Linked DNA regions of Mus musculus: regions 2, 3, 4, 5, 6 and 7 are each linked to region 1. Evidence: chromatin contacts called from public Hi-C and promoter capture Hi-C data. All regions are on one chromosome and are shown on one strand. The core of a region is the stretch at or near the end of the contact, and the rest is flanking DNA. Distances in the headings are between cores, read along the strand shown.

The links. Promoter capture Hi-C pulls out the DNA fragments that hold promoters and counts their contacts. Hi-C and Micro-C count contacts between places; a contact is called where the count stands out from the background. Capture Hi-C pulls out chosen DNA fragments and counts their contacts.
Region 2: a promoter capture Hi-C map of liver shows a contact between it and region 1, with 7 times the contacts expected there. The contact joins the promoter of Zfp455 here to the promoter of Zfp369 in region 1. A contact is called at or near these places in 3 of 39 promoter capture datasets (hippocampal neurons and liver).
Region 3: a Hi-C map of B cells shows a contact between it and region 1, with 8 read pairs. The contact joins the promoter of Rsl1 here to the promoter of Zfp369 in region 1.
Region 4: a contact with region 1 is called in a promoter capture Hi-C map of liver, with 4 times the contacts expected there. The contact joins the promoter of Zfp708 here to the promoter of Zfp369 in region 1. A contact is called at or near these places in 1 of 484 Hi-C or Micro-C datasets (uterus), 1 of 115 datasets of contacts at active chromatin or transcription factors (pancreatic cancer cells) and 1 of 9 other capture datasets (liver).
Region 5: a promoter capture Hi-C map of pre-B cells shows a contact between it and region 1, with 4 times the contacts expected there. The contact joins the promoter of Zfp712 here to the promoter of Zfp369 in region 1. A contact is called at or near these places in 5 of 39 promoter capture datasets (cranial neural crest, hematopoietic stem and progenitor cells, hippocampal neurons and 2 more), 3 of 115 datasets of contacts at active chromatin or transcription factors (astrocytes, pro-B cells and thymic regulatory T cells) and 1 of 9 other capture datasets (liver).
Region 6: a contact with region 1 is called in a promoter capture Hi-C map of pre-B cells, with 6 times the contacts expected there. The contact joins the promoter of Ercc6l2 here to the promoter of Zfp369 in region 1. A contact is called at or near these places in 3 of 39 promoter capture datasets (hippocampal neurons, liver and pre-B cells) and 1 of 115 datasets of contacts at active chromatin or transcription factors (microglia).
Region 7: a contact with region 1 is called in a promoter capture Hi-C map of pre-B cells, with 9 times the contacts expected there. The contact joins the promoter of Habp4 here to the promoter of Zfp369 in region 1. A contact is called at or near these places in 8 of 39 promoter capture datasets (the C10 cell line, embryonic stem cells, hippocampal neurons and 3 more), 1 of 484 Hi-C or Micro-C datasets (CD4 T cells), 8 of 115 datasets of contacts at active chromatin or transcription factors (astrocytes, bone marrow-derived dendritic cells, embryonic stem cells and 5 more) and 2 of 9 other capture datasets (adipose tissue and liver).

The regions. Positions count from the first base shown.
Region 1 is chr13:65,277,593-65,280,124 of GRCm38.p6, reverse strand. It overlaps Zfp369 (zinc finger protein 369), which reads right to left and starts at 1,271. Exons shown (of 8, transcript NM_178364.5): 1 at 1,138-1,271; 2 at 785-864. The coding sequence starts at 1,153.
Region 2 is chr13:67,193,247-67,195,778 of GRCm38.p6, reverse strand. It overlaps Zfp455 (zinc finger protein 455), which reads right to left and starts at 1,273. Exons shown (of 4, transcript NM_001048204.1): 1 at 1,185-1,273. The coding sequence starts at 1,190.
Region 3 is chr13:67,171,919-67,174,450 of GRCm38.p6, reverse strand. Rsl1 (regulator of sex limited protein 1) reads right to left here and starts at 1,269. Exons shown (of 4, transcript NM_001013769.1): 1 at 1,198-1,269. The coding sequence starts at 1,233.
Region 4 is chr13:67,080,286-67,082,817 of GRCm38.p6, reverse strand. It overlaps Zfp708 (zinc finger protein 708), which reads left to right and starts at 1,273. Exons shown (of 4, transcript NM_001012448.2): 1 at 1,273-1,368. The coding sequence starts at 1,363.
Region 5 is chr13:67,059,901-67,062,432 of GRCm38.p6, reverse strand. It overlaps Zfp712 (zinc finger protein 712), which reads left to right and starts at 1,263. Exons shown (of 4, transcript NM_001166218.1): 1 at 1,263-1,370. The coding sequence starts at 1,365.
Region 6 is chr13:63,813,972-63,816,503 of GRCm38.p6, reverse strand. It overlaps Ercc6l2 (excision repair cross-complementing rodent repair deficiency, complementation group 6 like 2), which reads right to left and starts at 1,264. Exons shown (of 19, transcript NM_001013608.3): 1 at 987-1,264. The coding sequence starts at 1,029.
Region 7 is chr13:64,160,596-64,163,127 of GRCm38.p6, reverse strand. Habp4 (hyaluronic acid binding protein 4) reads right to left here and starts at 1,262. Exons shown (of 8, transcript NM_019986.3): 1 at 794-1,262. The coding sequence starts at 1,142.

The DNA.
Region 1 (2,532 bases), core at 22-2,521:
CTGACACTAATCAGGGGACAAGTGAGACTGTGGTCTATGAAAACCTGTTCATTTCTCACTAACCAGGGGATAGGACTGTTGGCTCCCATCTATACCTCTTTTCTTGTTTTTGAATTATCACTTCTTTAAAGTAGCTGCTGAAAACTAAACATGAGCCTCTTATCTTCTAACACCTGTCAGTTTCTCTCAACCAGATCCCCAGCTTTTGTTGTTGTTGTTGTTGTTCTGTCGAGATAGGGTTTCTCTGTATAGCCCTGGCTGTCCTGGAACTCACTCTGTAGACCAGGCTGGCCTCAAACTCAGAAATCGGGCCTGCCTCTGCCTCCCAAGTGCTGGGATTAAAGGCTTGTGCCACCAAAGCCTGGCCAGATCCCCAGCTTTAAAAAAAAAAAAAAAAAAAGTTGAAAAGGACTGGTGAGATGGCTCAGTGGGTAAAGGCTACCAAGCCTGAGTTTGATTGATCTCCAGGACTCATGTTGAAAGAAGGGTAGCAATCCGGAAAGGTGCCCACAAGCAGGCAATAGCACACATGTGCATACCCACACACAAAATAAATGTAATAGAAACATTTTTTGTTTTTGAATTGAAAAGCTTCAATCTGGCTTGCCTCAATCTGGCTTGCCAGTTCCAGTTCAGAAATCGGTTTGTTTGTTTCTTCTATTCTAACCCCCCTCTTGGGCAGTCCTTCAACTCCTCCCGTAACTCTAGGGTATTTGAGAGCAAACATCTCACCACTAGCCGGCCCCTGAGCCGTCACAAAAGCTGAAAAGAAGCCTTTACTCACATGGGGCCAGGTTGTTGGAAGCGTGGAAGCCATACTGTCCTCAGTGTTCTCTAGCGGTAGGAGGCAGAATGCTGATCGTCCTGAAGGTGGAAGAGGCACTAAGGAATGTGCCCAGTGGCTCCCCCACTTCTGCCCATATTCCGACCTCTGCAGGACATAACCAGTCCGCCCCAAAATTGCCAAGTGCCCAGTGAGTCCTCTCCCCGACTCCCATAAGCTTACAAAACAGGTTCCCCTCTAACCGAGAGGGGATGGTTGATGTCCTCCAATCCAGAATGCGGTCGGTTTTCTTAAACCGTGTTCCCCATCTAGAACGGGATGCCTCCTCAGGATCCGGACCCACGACTACACACCTTCTCCGGGGTCCATAGAAGTGGAGCCACTAACGAAGCCGACACTGGACTCCGGAGGCTGCAAATGAAACAGAAGATAGGAGTTGTCCCCGACGGGCTTTCACGCAGCGTTACGAGTGCTTGCGATAAACACAATGGCTCTTGCCTGTCGGTCTAGCCCCTGAGTCGGCTCGCTGGTCCGGACTACAACTCCCAGGCGCCCCCGCGGACGTCGAGCGGCGGCAATCTGTTGGCGTCCTTCCTGTTGGCAGGCTAAGCCGAAGTCCGTAAGCGTCTGCTACTGGCTGCTAAAGAACTAGGATGAAGCCTTTGAAGGAGGCTACTAAGATGCTAAGCATCTCCGTGGACAGAGACCGAGACTAGGAGGGAGTCGAACCCACTAACAGGAGCAAATGAACTTGGACAAACCGGAAGAAGTGCTGGTGTTAGATCGGCTGGGGGATGCTCGCCTTGTAGCAGAGTAAGGAGGGCGGAAGGAGGGCGGAAGGAGGGGACACACAGAATACACAGCTCGACTAGTGTAGAGGGGAGGGACCCGGATGGGGACTGGCTGTGGGTCGAAGGCAAGAGAAGACAAAGTCATTTAACCGAGTTTCCTTAGGGGAAGGAGAAAAGAATGCAATCGTGCTGTAGTTTCAGCGGTGTCCTTAAAGGGAGAGGAAGAAAGGACTAAACCGTAGAAACAGAAAGCCATTAGGCATTGGAATTAAAATTTTACTCGTTTCTATGAGAGGACAGGCGTTTGCGTCCAGATCTGTAGAGTGAGCAGGGTTGTATGGTTTAGGCAGGGTTGTATGGTCTTACAACGTTTAGGTGGTAAGTGTGGAGACCTGGTGGACTTGAAGGATATGGTAGGCTACACTAAATGTCCTCTCCAGTTTTCCCCAGCAGAGGAAGGGATGTAGTGAAAATTCTAGAATTTTGGTTTCTTGAAAAAAAAAAAAACCAAATATTATAAGAAGGTGCTTTTATTTTGATTCCGGGTATAGGGACGTAGGGCTGCTTCCGACTGCCTGAAGCAACTGACCATGATTTATTTGCCTTGTGCTCTAGCAGAATCGCGGTTCTGTCTGCAGCAGAGTTTTGGTAATTGTGTTATATTTGGAACTCTGGGAACTTTTCAGAGGGTATATAAATGTTAGAGCCCGATAGGCTGGGGGCTGGGGTGGGCCAGTTGTTGGTTGTATAGGGAGGAGGTTGGTTGTAGTTTGTTAGTAGCTGAGGCCAAAGGAGAAGCAAGAGAAAAGAAATCAGATTCGGGGATCTTCCTAATCACTCTCTCCCCTCTACTCTTGTTCCTTTCCTGTCTAGTGTTAGGGGGTAGAAAGGGGGGTAAGGATAATAATGGGAGGAAAAAGAGAACCGACAAAGTAGCAAAGACCAGTTACAAAGGGA
Region 2 (2,532 bases), core at 24-2,523, 1.9 Mb before region 1:
CTCACTGGAAGACATGGAATGAATCATAGAGAGTATTTCTCACGTCCATCAAGCATGATTAAATGTTTTCTGACACAGACTGAGGTAGCCTACATTGGCCTTGAATTTGCTATCAAGCAGGGGTTGACCAGAGGGTCCTGCCCCTCCCCCTCACAAATACAGAGATGACAGGAATGTGCCTCACAGTAGGCTCAAGTGTCTTTCTATCACAGGTCTGTTTACTTTAAGTCACAAGAATACACACAGGTCTGTGAGCTCTTCCTTACCCTGCTGACCTGACACAAAAGCCTGGCCCCCTAAAACAAGGCCACGCGAGATTTTCACCAGATACTAATACCCTGCTCATAAACGTTCTCAGGTTCAAGGCCTGATCAAGGCACGTTGACATAATCATAGTGTGCCAAGCAGACATTGTGTCTTATTTACAATTATTCAACCCTACTTTATGAACAGGAAACCTATCCAAGGTTTAAGGAAACCCAGCCCTCAAGGTAAAACCAGGTGGCAGGTTGCCTGCTTTGCTGACTTCCCTCTGTGTATCCACTACATGTGTTTCCTCACCTATAGTCAAAGACTCTCAGTGACCTCCCATCCTGGCAGATCTCTCTGCTCTGTTCCAGATTTTCCCATCTATGACCTGTTGGGACTTGGATTTTTATTCTCTCTTAATTCCTTAACTGATAGGGAAAATGAACATAATCAGGACCGTAGGAGGAGGCCAGGTACAGAGGATAGTGGGGCCAGGTACCCCATTTGCTCTAAAGGTACTGACTGGGGCATCTGACAGCATCCACCTGAGAATGGGGCAGCTAGGGGAGCATGCTTCCCAGCAAAGCTGTCAAAGAGTTCCCAGCACTGCCTCAGGTGCAAGTAGTCATCTCACCATCACTAGCTTGCAATCCTGACCCCTGCTACCAGTCTGTTCCTATGTCCAAGACACCCTGCGGTGTCCTATGAAAACCCTCACCTCAGACACAATCCCAATCGCCCCATTCCTGGTCCAGAACTGCAACCTCACGTGACCCAGCCAGATCAGCACAACAAATCCCAACAGCTTCTTTTCTTCCGTTCTCCCTCCAAGCCCAGGTCCGCTCAGTCCCCACCTTCCCCACACCCACTCTCCCCGCCTTTTCCCAGCCCGATGCTTGCACAAAGCCCCAGGCTGTGCTGTTTCATGAACCAACCTCCATGACAGAGACAACAGGCGTGTACAGCCGTTCAGGACTCTCGCAAAAACTTTGAGGAAGGCACAATGTACAAAACGAAAGCTAAAGTGGGATTGCCTGGATGGCTCCTCGTGATGGCACAGTTGCTTGGACTACATATCCCAGAAGTCTTTGCGAAGCTATTCCTGGAACTGAATGTGGTCTTTCCCTGGTCTTAGATTTGTAGCCTTCTCTCTGTTTTCTTTACTATTATACTATGGTAGGTACTATGGTAGGTACTTGGCCTACTTTAAAGCGCTCGACTCTAATGTAGACTCTGTCATAATACTCAGTATTGCAAATAAATAAATAATACTTGTTCCTTTGCAATTACACTCTGCATGAGACATACATGGATCAGATTCCACATCATGAAAAACAGTTTTGTGTAAATATTAGGATGTATATACTGTGGTTAGTTGGTCAGGGACACATTGAGAGTATAGATCATTTAACAAAGTTAAAACTTTAAAATGTTAATATATATTTAAGAAATTCCTTTTTAGTGGGAGCTGTACTACAATTTTAACGGTCTCCAATGGTTGTTCACAAACACAGGTACACATAAGCCACTGGGTATGTTTGCCCGTTGTTGATGTTGTTGTTCCTTCCCCTGCTCAGATTACACTTGGGAGGACACAGCTCCTGAGGTCACACTGGTATGTGTACTGGCCACTGGCCCATTATCCATTGTTAGAATTCTCTCTGCAGAGGTCTGATCTTTCTTACTCAATTTCCTTTCCCTGCTCTGATCTACAAGTGTTCCTATGTGACAATATTTTGAAAGTCAAAGCATCTGCCCTGAACTAACCTCAGTTTCTCAAAATCAGGACAGAGAAATGATTATTTCAAAAACAAATCAGAAATATCAAATAAGTTTATTGGAATTTGACAATCAAATACGTTAAAAAAAAACACCATACTCTGTAACCTGGAAGCCTCTGAGAGTTTCACTTTCATCTGTTTCTAAGAAAGACAATTCACTTCTCAACATGCCCATAGACTTTAATAGTCCCAAGACAGTCAAAGCCCAAAGTCTCTTGATGTTGTAATTCAATCAATTGCTTATTTCAAAGTGCTTACAAGATTACTCCTTCAACCTACCATGGACCAGTGGAAACCTGCCTTTTCCAAAAGGAGGAATAGTGACCAGGCAGGGAAGGATAAGAATAAGTTCGAGAGGAATGTGCTGTGAAAACCTAACCCCTACATCATCATATGCATTGGGTCTGTGGTTGCTGAATCATTTGGATGTCAAAGAACAGTGTCAACCTAAACTTCATCTGTGTGTTCTAAAGCACAGACATCCCCTTTCTAGATGTTGCTA
Region 3 (2,532 bases), core at 20-2,519, 1.9 Mb before region 1:
TCAATACCACAGCAGCCTCGAGTTTATTTTTCACCGCCCTTTTATACCTCATATTACCATGGGAAGCAAAGTTACAAGATAACAGAAACAATGGCAGAAATATACACAATGTCCATAAACTTCCTCAACAAGTCCAAGCCCTGATAATGTCATGTTGACCGGAACCATTTGGGGCCAAGCGGACACTCTCTTTTTAAAAAATTCTCGGGGCTGGTGAAATGGCTCAGCTGTTAAGAGCACCGACTGCTCTTCCAAAGGCCCTGAGTTCAAATCCCAGCAACCACATGGTGGCTCACAACCATCTGTAATGAAATCTGATACCCTCTTCTGGAGTGTCTGAAGACAGCTACAGTGTACTTACATATAATAAATAAATAAATATTTTTTTAAAAATTCTCAACTGTAAAGTAGGGATGGAGGTCCTGTCAAGTTTAGTAAACACAGCCCTCAAGGTGAAACATGGTGTGAGCTCCTTTTGATCCCACTCTGCCTTGTAGACATTCCTGCCTGTGTGTCCACTGCATGTGTTTCTTCAACCCTAGTCCAAGATTTTCCGTGCATTCAGACAGATATGTTGGCTATGTCCCAGAATTCCCCAACACGACAGCTGTTGTAACTCGGATTTTTCCTCTCTTAATTCTTTACTGGCAGCGAAAAATGAACACAGTCAGACCTCAAGGCCATTGCTATAAGCTGGCTACAGAGTACACGGGGACCAGAAACCCTTTTACTCTAAAGACACAAAGGACTCTGGCAGCATCCAGGTGAGATGGGGGCAGCCAGGGACGCGCGCTTCCAGCAATGCAGGTCTGTGAGCTCTGGCACTCTCTCAGGAGCAGGTAGTCAGCTCATCACCATTAGTTTGCAATCTAGTCCTCCACTACCAAGCTGCTCCAGTGTACCAGAGAACCAAGGCAGACTCGGGCTGCTCTCGGTGTTCTAAAGGAAACCTTCACTCAGGACACAATCCCAAAAGGCCAGTCCCCTCACTCCAAAACTGCAGCCTCAGTGGCCCCAGCCAGTTCAGCACAGCCAGTCCTGGCAGCTGCTTCCGCCCTCCCACCCAGTCCTCAAGCGCTCCCTCCAAGACAGAGCCCAGCTCCCGGCACTGAACCCCAGGCTATGCTGCTTCCTGAACCAACCTCCTTGACACAGATCCCGCACAGAGCCCCAGGCTACGCTGCTGCCTGGACCAACCTTCTTGTCAGAGACAACTGGAATAGATAGCCGCATACGATTTCCGCCCAACCTTAAGAAAGACGCACGAGTACAGACCTGAACTCAGAAGGGGATTTCCTGGAAGGCTCCCAGTGGTCACAGTGGTGCGGACTACATCTCCCAGAAGTCTGTGCGAAGGAAATCCCAGAACCCAGGGTGGGTGAAGTCTACTGTTTGGAGAGTTTTGTGGATGGGAACACACAGTTGAAGGTGCAAGGAGGAAGCCTTATCTGCAGAAAAGCTGTGGGTAATGAGATTGGTTTTCGACCCCAGAACCACATCGGAGATGTATGGATTTGAGTCAAGCCTTTGACAGAAACTTTTGGCTTACAAGTCATTTCTAGTAGTAATTTTAATATTACTACTTCCTGGCCGGGGGGGGGGGGACGGGACGGGGGGCACGTTGACTTAGTTGTTCGTTAAATAAACAAAGCAATACACTAACCAACGTGGCAAGGAAAACTAACTTTATAAAATGTTTGAAACCAGCCTTGGCGTTCCTGACTATGCTCCTAGCTCCTCAGTGGCTTTTGACAAATGGACTTGGGATACAAAGCTGGCTTGGTGTCTGCCCCAACAAACTTGTATACTGTTGTTTGTGTTTCTACTTTTTGAATATATAGAAACAATTCCTCCAGGGCATTGCTAATATTACACATACAGAAACACATGCTGTTTGAGCAGGCCAAGGAGGTTGACTCTGAAGATAAAATTTGACATCCCCATGCCACACCCAAGCATGTGTGTATCTAACATTCCTCTAAATCTCTTGTCCTGAGTTAATGCCCCGGACTCTCAGACATTGGAAAGAAGATCAACAAGAAGCCCATGGAGGCATTGATTAAAACCAGCTAACAGGCTACCTATGTCCAACAGAGACTACTACTGTTGATCTGTTGGTAGAAAGGTGTCTGTAATAAAAGCAGGTCACACATCCAGTCATTTCCCCTACTTGTTGTATGCAGGTGAGACATAAATGCACAAGGCTTTGAGTTGTACTGTAGAAACAAGAGTGTACAGAGCACAAACATTTTAAAGTGGTATACACCCTCACCACAATAGTTGAGTAGCCTGCAACTAGGATTTCCTTCTGAGAGCCCTCAGAAATCAGTGTACATGGGGCTGCTAACAAAACAGCCAGGGGATCACATGGAGTCAAAGCCTTGTCCATTCCTTAGATCCTGTGAACTAAAGGCAGGTACTAAAAAATCAGCTGCAGTGGAGTCTACTCCACTGTGGAACACAGACCCAAAGTAGCCTCTAAGACTACATAAGCATAGACTTAAGAGTTCAATCAATGTATTTTACTTATCC
Region 4 (2,532 bases), core at 24-2,523, 1.8 Mb before region 1:
AGGGCGCGGTGGCACATGACTTTAATCCCAACACTCGGGAGGCAGAGGCAGGCAGATTTCTGAGTTAGAAGCCAGCCTGGTCTACAAAATGAGTTCCAGGACAGCCAGGGCTACACAGAGAAACCCAGTCTCGGAAAAGAAAAAAAAAAAAAAAAAAAAAAGGAAGGAAGGAAGAGAAAAAAGAGAAAATTGCTGTTATATAGACTTCCAGCAGAAGGTGTGGTCCAGATTAAAATTGTTATCTTCCCACCTCAGGATTGGAATTAAAGGCATGTATTTCCACCTGTTGCAGTAATTCCCCAACCCTGATACCCCAATAAGTCTATGCAAAAACCACACAACTCAGTTACATTATTTACAAGCTGCACGCTTAGACTGAGCAGATTTATCACTACACTACTCTATTCCCCAGCTGTGAGATCCCACATTATTTGCTGCCTCTCAGGGCCTTGTGGTTCTGCTCCATCTTCCTCTTATCTTCTCTTCCTCAGTCTTCTTCCTCCCTCGCTCCCTACTCTTCCCTCACTTCCTAAAACCTCTAGCCCCACCTTTCCCTTCCACTGCCCAATCACAGGCTCTAGTCTTTATTTGACCAGTTAGAATGGGGAGAAGGTTCACAGGAAATCACCTGAGTATGTGATCCACTCCTCTCAGGGGCAACCCCTCTTGAGGAAGCTGAATTAACATCAGAATACAAACAGCACCAGGGCAACCCACAACATCTACCTCACAAGTCATGACTAGAAGTGGATCCACCCACTTCAAACAAACAAAAATCCCTCAAAGGTGTCCCTTGTATTTCTTCTGGATTCCATCTAATTCTAGATGTAGTCAAGTACCAAGAATAGAAATCACAGGAGAAAAGAGTTTATTTGGTTTACATAACCTGGATTGCTGTCCATTGGAAGAAGCCAAGGCTGGAATTCAAAGAGGGCAGGAACCCGGAGGCAGGAGCTGCTGATGGTTTTTATTTTAAATCTAGTATAATTGAGTCAATGAGTTTTCCTCCTGCCAAAAGACTCTAGGAACCCCAGAGCTTTTTAGGTAACGTCTTTGATCAGAGTAAGAAGTAAACCTAATACAAGTTGCCGTCAAAGGCTGGATTTATATTCCCACAAGACCTTTGTAAATTTGAGACTTAAAAAGCAGCCTAATCCAGTGACAGGCTATAAATAGTTCTCCCTGACTTTGGTTCAGGGCAGTCCTTCGCGTAGACTTCTGGGAAATGTAGTCTCTCTTAGCATGACTCCGCTAGACCGGACTCTACTCCTCTGTGCTTCCGGTTCATTTTGCTTTTGTGTTTCTCCAAACTCTGCGGCTTTCTCAAAGTTGGAACAGTGTGGCTTGCGCTCCGCGCTCGACATGGAGGTTGGTCCCGGCTGCAGCCTAGCCTTGCAGGCCTCATGAACTATACGGGTGGGCGGGCCCGGGGTGCAGGGAGCCGGGGAGGGCTGGGCGGGAGGCGGAGAGAAGCCCACGTGGTCCTGCAGTGCGGACCTAGGCTTGGCCAGAGTGCAGGGGTGGGGCGCACGCACGGTGCAAGGAGTGATTGCTCTGTTAGGACAGAGCGGCTGACAGAGTCAATCATGTGTTTCAGGGACCTGAGAGGTGGCCTGCTACTGCGAGAATGGAGACTGGAAAGTCTAGGGTTGGTAGAGCAGGGTGGCTTGGCTGACCGTGCCAGAGGCAGGCTGTGATGAGAGCTCATACCCCACCTTGGCTGGGGAAGCTTGCTGTTAACTAGTTTTCACATTGCTGTTGTCAGATCCCTCAGGAAATCTAGAGCAAGTGGGTTTTTCTGGGCCCTCCCGTATTCAATGAGAGGCCCAGGACTCTGATTTTGAGTTCGTGTGGCTCATAGTTTCCAGGACAGTGAGTTCTGCGGGGGAGTTTGGTGTATGGGATGTTCGTCCCGTTTTCTTTGTGATAAATTGTTAGTTTTCAGGGCGGCTCACTTTGGATAGGAATCACTCCTTTACCCACTGTGACAGAACCCTCACATTCACACACCTGTATGAGGAAAAAAAAAAAAATCTCATCGAGGGGGCACTCTGAACTTTGTCCCAGCTATCACTGATCCTACAACACTGCAGAGTGGAAAATACTAGAGATTATTACCACATACAATTGCACCGGAGACTGCGATGTCAGAAATTTGGTGTTGTGTGGAAAGATTGAGAGTGAAGTTGAAGAGCTGTGGCTCACTCAGGGTCCTGTGATTGTATACAGCCAATGCTCACCCTGCCCTTTGTATACAGCCGCTGCTCATCCTGACATTTGTACTGTTTTTGCCACACTTCAGTCAAATTGATTTGTGTGCTGGAGACTGACTTACAGCATTAAAATCTATACCTGAGAAGCATGGGCTTTAAACTACATCAATACCAATACTTTCTATGTATCATCTAACAATCATTAAAATATGGACATTTTCTAATTAATGTCACTAATCTGCAGGAAACTAAGAATGTGCCGTTTTACACTGTTTAAGGTGTGAAAAGTACATTTTCTTGTACCTTAAATCTCGTTTCC
Region 5 (2,532 bases), core at 14-2,513, 1.8 Mb before region 1:
CCATTGCCCCACAATTGAATTCTAGAACAGTTTGAGTTTGAGATTTAGCAATGCCCTGTCATTGAGTTAGCAAAGACATTTTAAGATTAACTGCTTTGTGTGTCTGTGTTTTTTATCCAAAGATCCAGTATTCTCTAGGTGAGGGGCTGATAGCACTGCCTGTTCCCAGAGCTTAGGTGGGGTAGCAAAAGGTACATGTAACACTTTAGTATGCAAGTTTACTCAAAGCATATACATTCTGTGATCTCATTTTCTGAATCTGTTTTGTTTTTGAGTGGGGAGTCATGTATACCAAACATGTTTCAAACTTTCTATATGTCTATAGGTGACCTCGGACTCCTATTCCTATCTCCAGTAACCAACATCTGGGATTTTCAACATGTAAAACCACACTTGCTTCTATACAATCATCTTTAGTTTGAAGTTCCAGTTATTTGGACCAACACTTTTTCACATGTTCATTGTCTGTTTTCATTTCTCATTTTAAGAATTGTCTTCTCAAAATATTAGCTCATTTTTTTAATCCATGTTTGCCTTGTGATGTGAAACATTTTGGGGTGGGTGAGATAGCTCAGAGGTTAAGAGCACTAGCTGCTCTTCCGAGGGTCCTGAGTTCAAATACCAGCAACCACATGGTGGCTTACAACCATCCATAATGAGACCTGACTCCCTCTTCTGGTGTGTTTGAGGACAGCTACAGTGTACTTACATATAATAATAAATCTTTTTTAAAAACAAAACAAAAACAAACAAACAAACACAGCTGGGCAGTGGTGGCGCACACCTTTAATCCCAGCACTTGGGAGGCAGAGGCAGGAGGATTTCTGAGTTAGAGGCCAGCCTGGTTTGTAGAGTGAGTTCCAGGACAGCCAGAGCTATACAGAGAAACCCTGTCTGGAAAAACAAACCAAACCAAAGCAAAGCAAAACAAAAACAAAAACGAAACATTTTGTAGGAAGCAGGTTGAGTTTTAAAATCACAATATATGGACCCAAAGTATCCAGTACACATAATAAACAATGCTGTCAAAGGTTCAACCCATACTCATTTTGAAAATTTAAACGCGGTACCCTGACTCCCCGTGGCTATCCACCTTCAGAAGTGGCTTGTTTCTACCCATTCTCTTTGGCAAACAGCCTGACAGTAACTTGGGAACGTTTCAAATCACCTACCACGGCTTTGTGAAACTCGCTCGCAGAGAATTGTGGGAAATGTAGTCTCGTCCGCGGCGACGTCACAAACAGGGACTCTGGGAAGGGCGCTTCCGTGTTTCTTCTGCGCCTGTGTGTGTCTCCCTCTCTGGCGGTCTTCTCCAAAGTTGGGCCAGTGTCGGGTCCTGTGCGCGCTCTGGTAGCATCTCTGGCATGGAGGTTGGTCCCAGGATGTAGCGCAGCCAGAGGGACGTTGCGGGGTGGGCGGGTCCGCCTTGGAGGGAGGCGGGAAGAAGTTGAATGGGAGGTACTGTGGTGACCTAGGCTTGTCCATTCCGGTGCTGGTTAACGCTGGAGGAGGGATGGAGCTGGGAGTGGCCTCTCTTTTAAGGTGCCGTTGCCCTGTTCTGTCCTGCACTTCTGGGGCAGGAGAGCTGGCTCGGTAGCCTAGGAATGGAGAAGGGTGCCTGGCAGGGTGCATCTGCTGTCAGCTTGTGCCTGAGGTGTGGAAGCATGCCCTTAGCTGACACTGTCTCGATGGCTTCTGTTATCCGGAATTTAATAGATGTATATACAATGCAGTCCGATCAAATCCACCCCTACTGTCCCCTACTTCAACAGTACCAGGTATCTCCCAAAATGCTCCACTCCCAATTTCCTGTCCTGGTGGTTTTGTTTTTGTTTTATAACCCACTGAGTCCACTTAGTATTGCTCTAGTGTGCATACCTGTGTGTATGGGGCGGGGAAGGGAGGGCGCACAGGACATCCCCTAGAACGTGGACGCTCACTGGCCACACCTCCAAGCAAAATAAACAAACAAACAAACAAACAAAACGAATCTCTTTTTCAGTGGTCATGAATTCCAACCGATCCTTAGCTAAGGGTGGGGCCTTGTGAACCCCTCCCCTTTCCCTGTTGAAGTTTTGACTGACGTTATTTGTGTGTTATGCTGGTAACCATAGCTACCTTTTCCCCCTTCCTATTGCCATCCTTTTGTGTTTGTATTGGGATTTTGAGTCAGTTTCTTGTGTAGTCCAGGCTGCCCTGAAGTGTTCTGTGTAGCTGATAGTGACGTTAACTTCCGTTCCTCCTGACTTCTCCTCCTCTTTACTCCTCTGTGCCCTAGGAAGATGGCCATCTGTCACTTTGTTCTTTCCTTTGTGACTTGCCCCTTAAACCTTCTCTATTCTTTCAGATGACTATTAAGCCATAACTTATTGGTTAAGACAGGATCTAATTACTAATTTGCTTAGGAAATGGCAGAATTTCACTGGGTATATAAACAACATATGAGATGTAGAAAAGAAATTTGGAGATGCTCATATATTTATTTTAATTTATAAATATCAGTGAAGGATGCTTTGCTAAATATTGATCAAG
Region 6 (2,532 bases), core at 15-2,514, 1.5 Mb after region 1:
CCCCTAAAATACCAAAAGTGACTAAATCTTCTAATAGCATCAAGGAACAAACATAGCAGTCCCATCACTGTCACTTAGAAGATCCACCATTTGCCTTTAGCAGTCAGATTCATAAAGGCATTTCTATTTGTGGGCCCTTAATTATGACATGACCAATTTTTAGTCCTACGAGTTCAAGGTTTGTTGCTTACCCTGAAATTAGCATTGAGCACCTGCTTACTTTCATGAGATATCTTCCTCAAAGGAAGAGCAAGATTTACCCAATGATTCCTGGGCACAGAACACTCAGTTGTAAATCTGTTCTGTCAGGGCTTGAAGGTTGACTCCATCTGTAAGCCAACTTGCTGCTAATACTGCTGACCTGGATTCCAGCCTCTGAATTCATAAGGAGAACTGACTCACCCAAGCTATCCTCTGACTTTCACATGCCTGATGCACACATATACACAAAGTTTGTAATCTGTTATATCAATCAATTTTATTAATAAAAGCTAGAGGGCAAGTCTGCATCCCTGATGGCTTGTGAGATAACTGCACTTTCAAAAGCTCTTGGTGATCTACTAGAGGCAAAATTCTGCTTCAATACGCCATGTAAGTGAACTAAACTAAATAAATAGGCCTTTGATCATCTACCTAACAGATCCCTGCTATTGACTAATAACTGGCATATACAAAGACAAAAATGACATTTACTGAACGCCAAGGGTCAAAAGTGGAGTCACTTGCATCTCATCTCATCTAATAGTCACAAGAAGCAATAGTCCTCGTTTTACAGATGAGGAGTCTGTTCCCACTGCTCGGCGAGTAACTGTGAGGGACAGCACTAAATTCTTTCGTCCAGGCGGCTGAGTCGCAAAGCCGAGGACTTCCCGCGGGGCAAGAGTTCGAAACCCGCAGCTGTCAATCACAGGAAGCACGCGGGAGCCGCTTCCGGAAGTGCCCTGAAGACGTGTGCCTGCGCAGAGGCGCGAGCTCGGAGCTCATACCTTTGCGGGAGTCTGCGCGGGACTGCGGGGCGGAGATGTCCATCGGGCTAGGGGCAGGCACCCGGCAGCCCCGCCGCTCTCGGCGGCGAGGAGAGCACGGCACGTGGGCCGGCTGCCGGGCATCGCCCGCCCGGAGCGGGGGGCGCTATGTGGGGCCTGACGCGGCGGCGTCACCTCAGCGACCAGCCAACGCTCGCCAGAGCCCGTAAATCCCGCGAGAACGAGCGCCTCTGCGCTCCATCGCTCGCCTCCCTCCAGATATCGCGAGAAGATGGACTAGCCTTTCAGCGGGCGGAAGCGGCTTCCCTTCCAGACGAGGTCAGCCTCGCGCAGTTCGCGAACGTCCCAAATATCGCGAGATTTGGCATTAGTCGGCGACCTCGACCCTCTTCGCTGAGGGAGTCCACGACCTGAGGTGTGTGACATCCTCCCAGGGCGGAAAAAGACAGTGTGAGCCCTGCACAGACCATTGACACTGTGGTGGCCTTGTCGTCTAGGAGCTTCAGGAGGCGAGCCTTAAGAGGGCGTTTTCTTGGGTTTGCCTACTTTATCGTAACTCACTCGTGCACAAACAAGGCAACCCCTGGGGTTCGGTTTTCTTCGCCATCTGAGAAGAGCAGCGACTGTGCCTCGCCCTGAGAGAGAAGCACACACCACGCAGCCTGCTGCCTCCAGCACAGCGTTCTGCGCACGAGCTGAATGGATTTTGCCTGTCCCAACATCTCCTGAACAAGCTCGTGAAGCCAAATGTATTCTTCATGTCGAATTCTTGTGATTTTTTTTTTTTTTAGGCCACTGTGCCTGTGTACGGGTCTCGTAGAGCTAAAAATCCAGAAGTCAGAGAAATTGCATTCCTTCCTAGAAAGTGGAAGAATCTCCACTCCTTGGCTTGACCTCTTTCTTCAAAGCCAAGGATAGTGCATTTCCTGAGCCTTCCACAATGGGTTTGGGTTTTGGGGGGGTTTGTTTGTTTGTTTGTTTGTTTGTTTTGAGCTCACCAGAATAATCTTATTTTCAGGTGTACACTCATAACTACATCAGAAAAGGCCCCTTGACATGTAAGATAACATGTATGGGTTCCTGGATTTAGAGACACAAATTCCTCTTGGGGATCATTATCCTGCCTACTGGAGGATCTTATTTGTATATACTATATGCCTATTCAACAAAGAGATCTCCATTCTTTGCAGATACTACTAAGACTAGTAGACTATTTTCAAAGGAGTGCTATATTAAGAGTGTCACTTGTTTGCAAAGCAATAGGAAAAGCTTTATAAAGAGAAACATTTAGGAATATTGATTTAGCTAGTAACAACAGCCTGAATAAAGGGGAGTAACTGCAAAAAATAAAGAGTTAAATAAATTTTGGGGGGAGGCAGGGATTTTGAGACAGGCCTTCTCACTGCGTAGCCCTAGCTATCCTAGAACTCATTCTGTAGACCAGGCTGGCCTTTGCCTGTTGGTTTAAGATGTAAGGCCTTACTGAAACTACAAGTGATTTGATAAATCCAAAATAAACATTGAAATGAAAGAAATCACCTTGTTA
Region 7 (2,532 bases), core at 13-2,512, 1.1 Mb after region 1:
AGAAAAGAGCTAAGGCGCAGAGGAGCCGGAACCTCAAGCCCACCCCAACTCACCCTGGGCTCAAGTCTGCCTTCCGGGGGCTCCCACACGTAAGGGTACCCAGGCCTCCCAGGATTTCGAGGCCCAGAATCTGGGATCCCTGAAGGTTTCAGCAGTGCATCGCCTACAGAGCTGAGTCCCGCAGAGGCCGGGAGGGAAGATGAAGGATGCAGCCAGCTGCAGATGTGAGAATCCCAGCTGCGCAACTCTCAGGCTGTCAGTCCCAGCTCCTCCACGAAACCAGGAATGTCAGGAGGGTGACCCCGGAAGAGTCATACTATGCCTTTTTGCCCATCAAGAACCTCCAGCTCGGCCCACCCGTAACGGATGGATAGGGACGACCCCCAGCCCCGGAGAGAGGGTGATTCCCAACCCCTCGTGGATTGGGACCCAGGGAGAATGACCAAAGGCCCTCTGTCCACCAAGATTCACGGCTCTGCTCACTGTCCCCCATCTGGGATGAGCCCACCGAGAGTGAAACCCTGACCCTTCCACTGAGATAGGGTGACCAGGGAAAATGACCACCCAGGAGGATGGCCCTGGAGGGTCATGATCCCTCAAAAGTGGCTCCCTAGAGTGATCCCTGGAAACGTGACCCCGAGAGGATTATTATCTTCAAGGGTGGCCCCTGAAAGGATGACCCCGGGTCCTGCGCCCATAAGGACTCCCAGCTCTGATCCGCCCACGCGTCCGGGATCGGTCCCCGCGACTGGAGCTAGCGGCTGCAGGGGTGACCTCGGTGCCCACGGCGTACCTGGCGGCTGCGGGCCCCCAGGGCTGTCTGGCTGCTGTGCGCCGGACGCCGCGAGGCTCTTGCGCTCCTTCTGCGACTCCCTGCGGCCGCCTGCGCCAGGCCTGTGTCCTGAGGCCACAGCCGGGCTCCTGCCGCCACGGTGCCCGGCCCCGCTGGCCGCCGCCGCCGCCTCATCGCGACGCTTGCGCTGCAGCTGCTGCTGGCGCCGGTGCTCGGCCTCCCGCAGGATGTCGAACGGGTCCGACTCGTCGTCCAGCAGCTGATGGAAGCGGTTGGCCACGACGCAGCCGAACGTCTCCTGCATCGCGGCGCCCGCGGCGGCTACAGGGCTCCCCAGGGCCCCCTTCATGACGCCGCCGCTGCGGGCGCCGCGGGCAGCCCAGGCCAGTGAGGTTCAGCGAAGCCGCGGGCGAGGACCCATGCTGCTGCTGCTGCTGCCGCCGCCGCCGCCGCCGCCGCCGCACTCTCGGCCCCGCGGTCGGCTCCTCCCGGCCTGCGCGCCCCAGCCAATGAGCGCTGGTGGACACGCCCTTCGGCCCCGGGGCGCACGAAGACCCAATGGGAGACCGGTGTCTGTGACGTCACGCCCCACTTTATCCCCTCCCACTCTATAGCCTGTGGGCGTGGTGGTATGGGGCTTGGGCGGAGCTACCACCAGAAACTCAGGGAGGCTGCAAGCCTTCTCTCGCCGGTGTGCGCCAGTGGGGAGCCTGGTTGCACACCGCCACACTTCACCAAAATGACCTAGTCAAGAGCCTTTAAGGGCTTGCGTGTCTGGGGGAGAGCTGTAAACTGAGGGAAAGTGCCTAGAGGAGAGGCAGCGTCCTCAGCTGGGTGCTGACCCATTCAAGAAGCCTGGAGAGACTTGCGTTTCAAGAGGTGTGACAGGAACAAGAGACCAAAACAACCCATTCAAGTGCAAAGAAACAACCCCAGACCCACTGTGATGTTGTGATGAGTGCGGGAGCGGACAGGGTGAGGTTTAGATAGCGGTTGTTTTTCTTTTGAGACATTCAGTTAAGGCCTGGCTTCTGGGGAATGAAACTCCAAATTAGATGTCATGCTTGCTGGCGAGTGCCTTTGCTCTCTGAGCCATCACTCTCCTGAAAATTAATTTTGTAAGTTAGCATTCAAAGTAATGGTTCTTATGGTATGTTTGTGTGTTTATATGTGTGTGTATATATACATGTTTATGTCATTACACTTTGTTCAAAACTGTCTCCACATTGCCCTTCTCCATGATGCCATCCCTGCCTGCTGGTTCCCTCCCTATCACAAGCAGTTTTACTTCATAGAACATATGTTTTACTTCATAGAACATGTGAAAGGAATAATTAAATACAGGTGTTAAAAAAGGTCTGAGTTTTACTGTTGTCCAACTTCTCTGTGCAAAGAAATCAAAAGTGATTTTTGTCTCAAATTGTAATTTCCTGGGCTTGCCATTCAGGGACCTCAGGGGTTCTCAGTAAATTGTCAGATGGCTAGAGATTTTAAGATAGGTGGCCACTTCTTTCTTTGAATTAAAGATTAGAGCCTGTATTTTTCTAGCCAAAATTGGAAATAGGTATTCAGATGAAAACTCGTATTATTCTCAGAGGTGCTATTCACAATAGCCGGGAGGAAGAAGCAGTCCAAATGCCCATTAACTGGGTGATGGATGAATAAGATGTGCTACAACAGAAGCTAGGATGGGGTGGGGGGAGGGCAGAAAAAGAACAAGTGTTAGCACACACTACAAA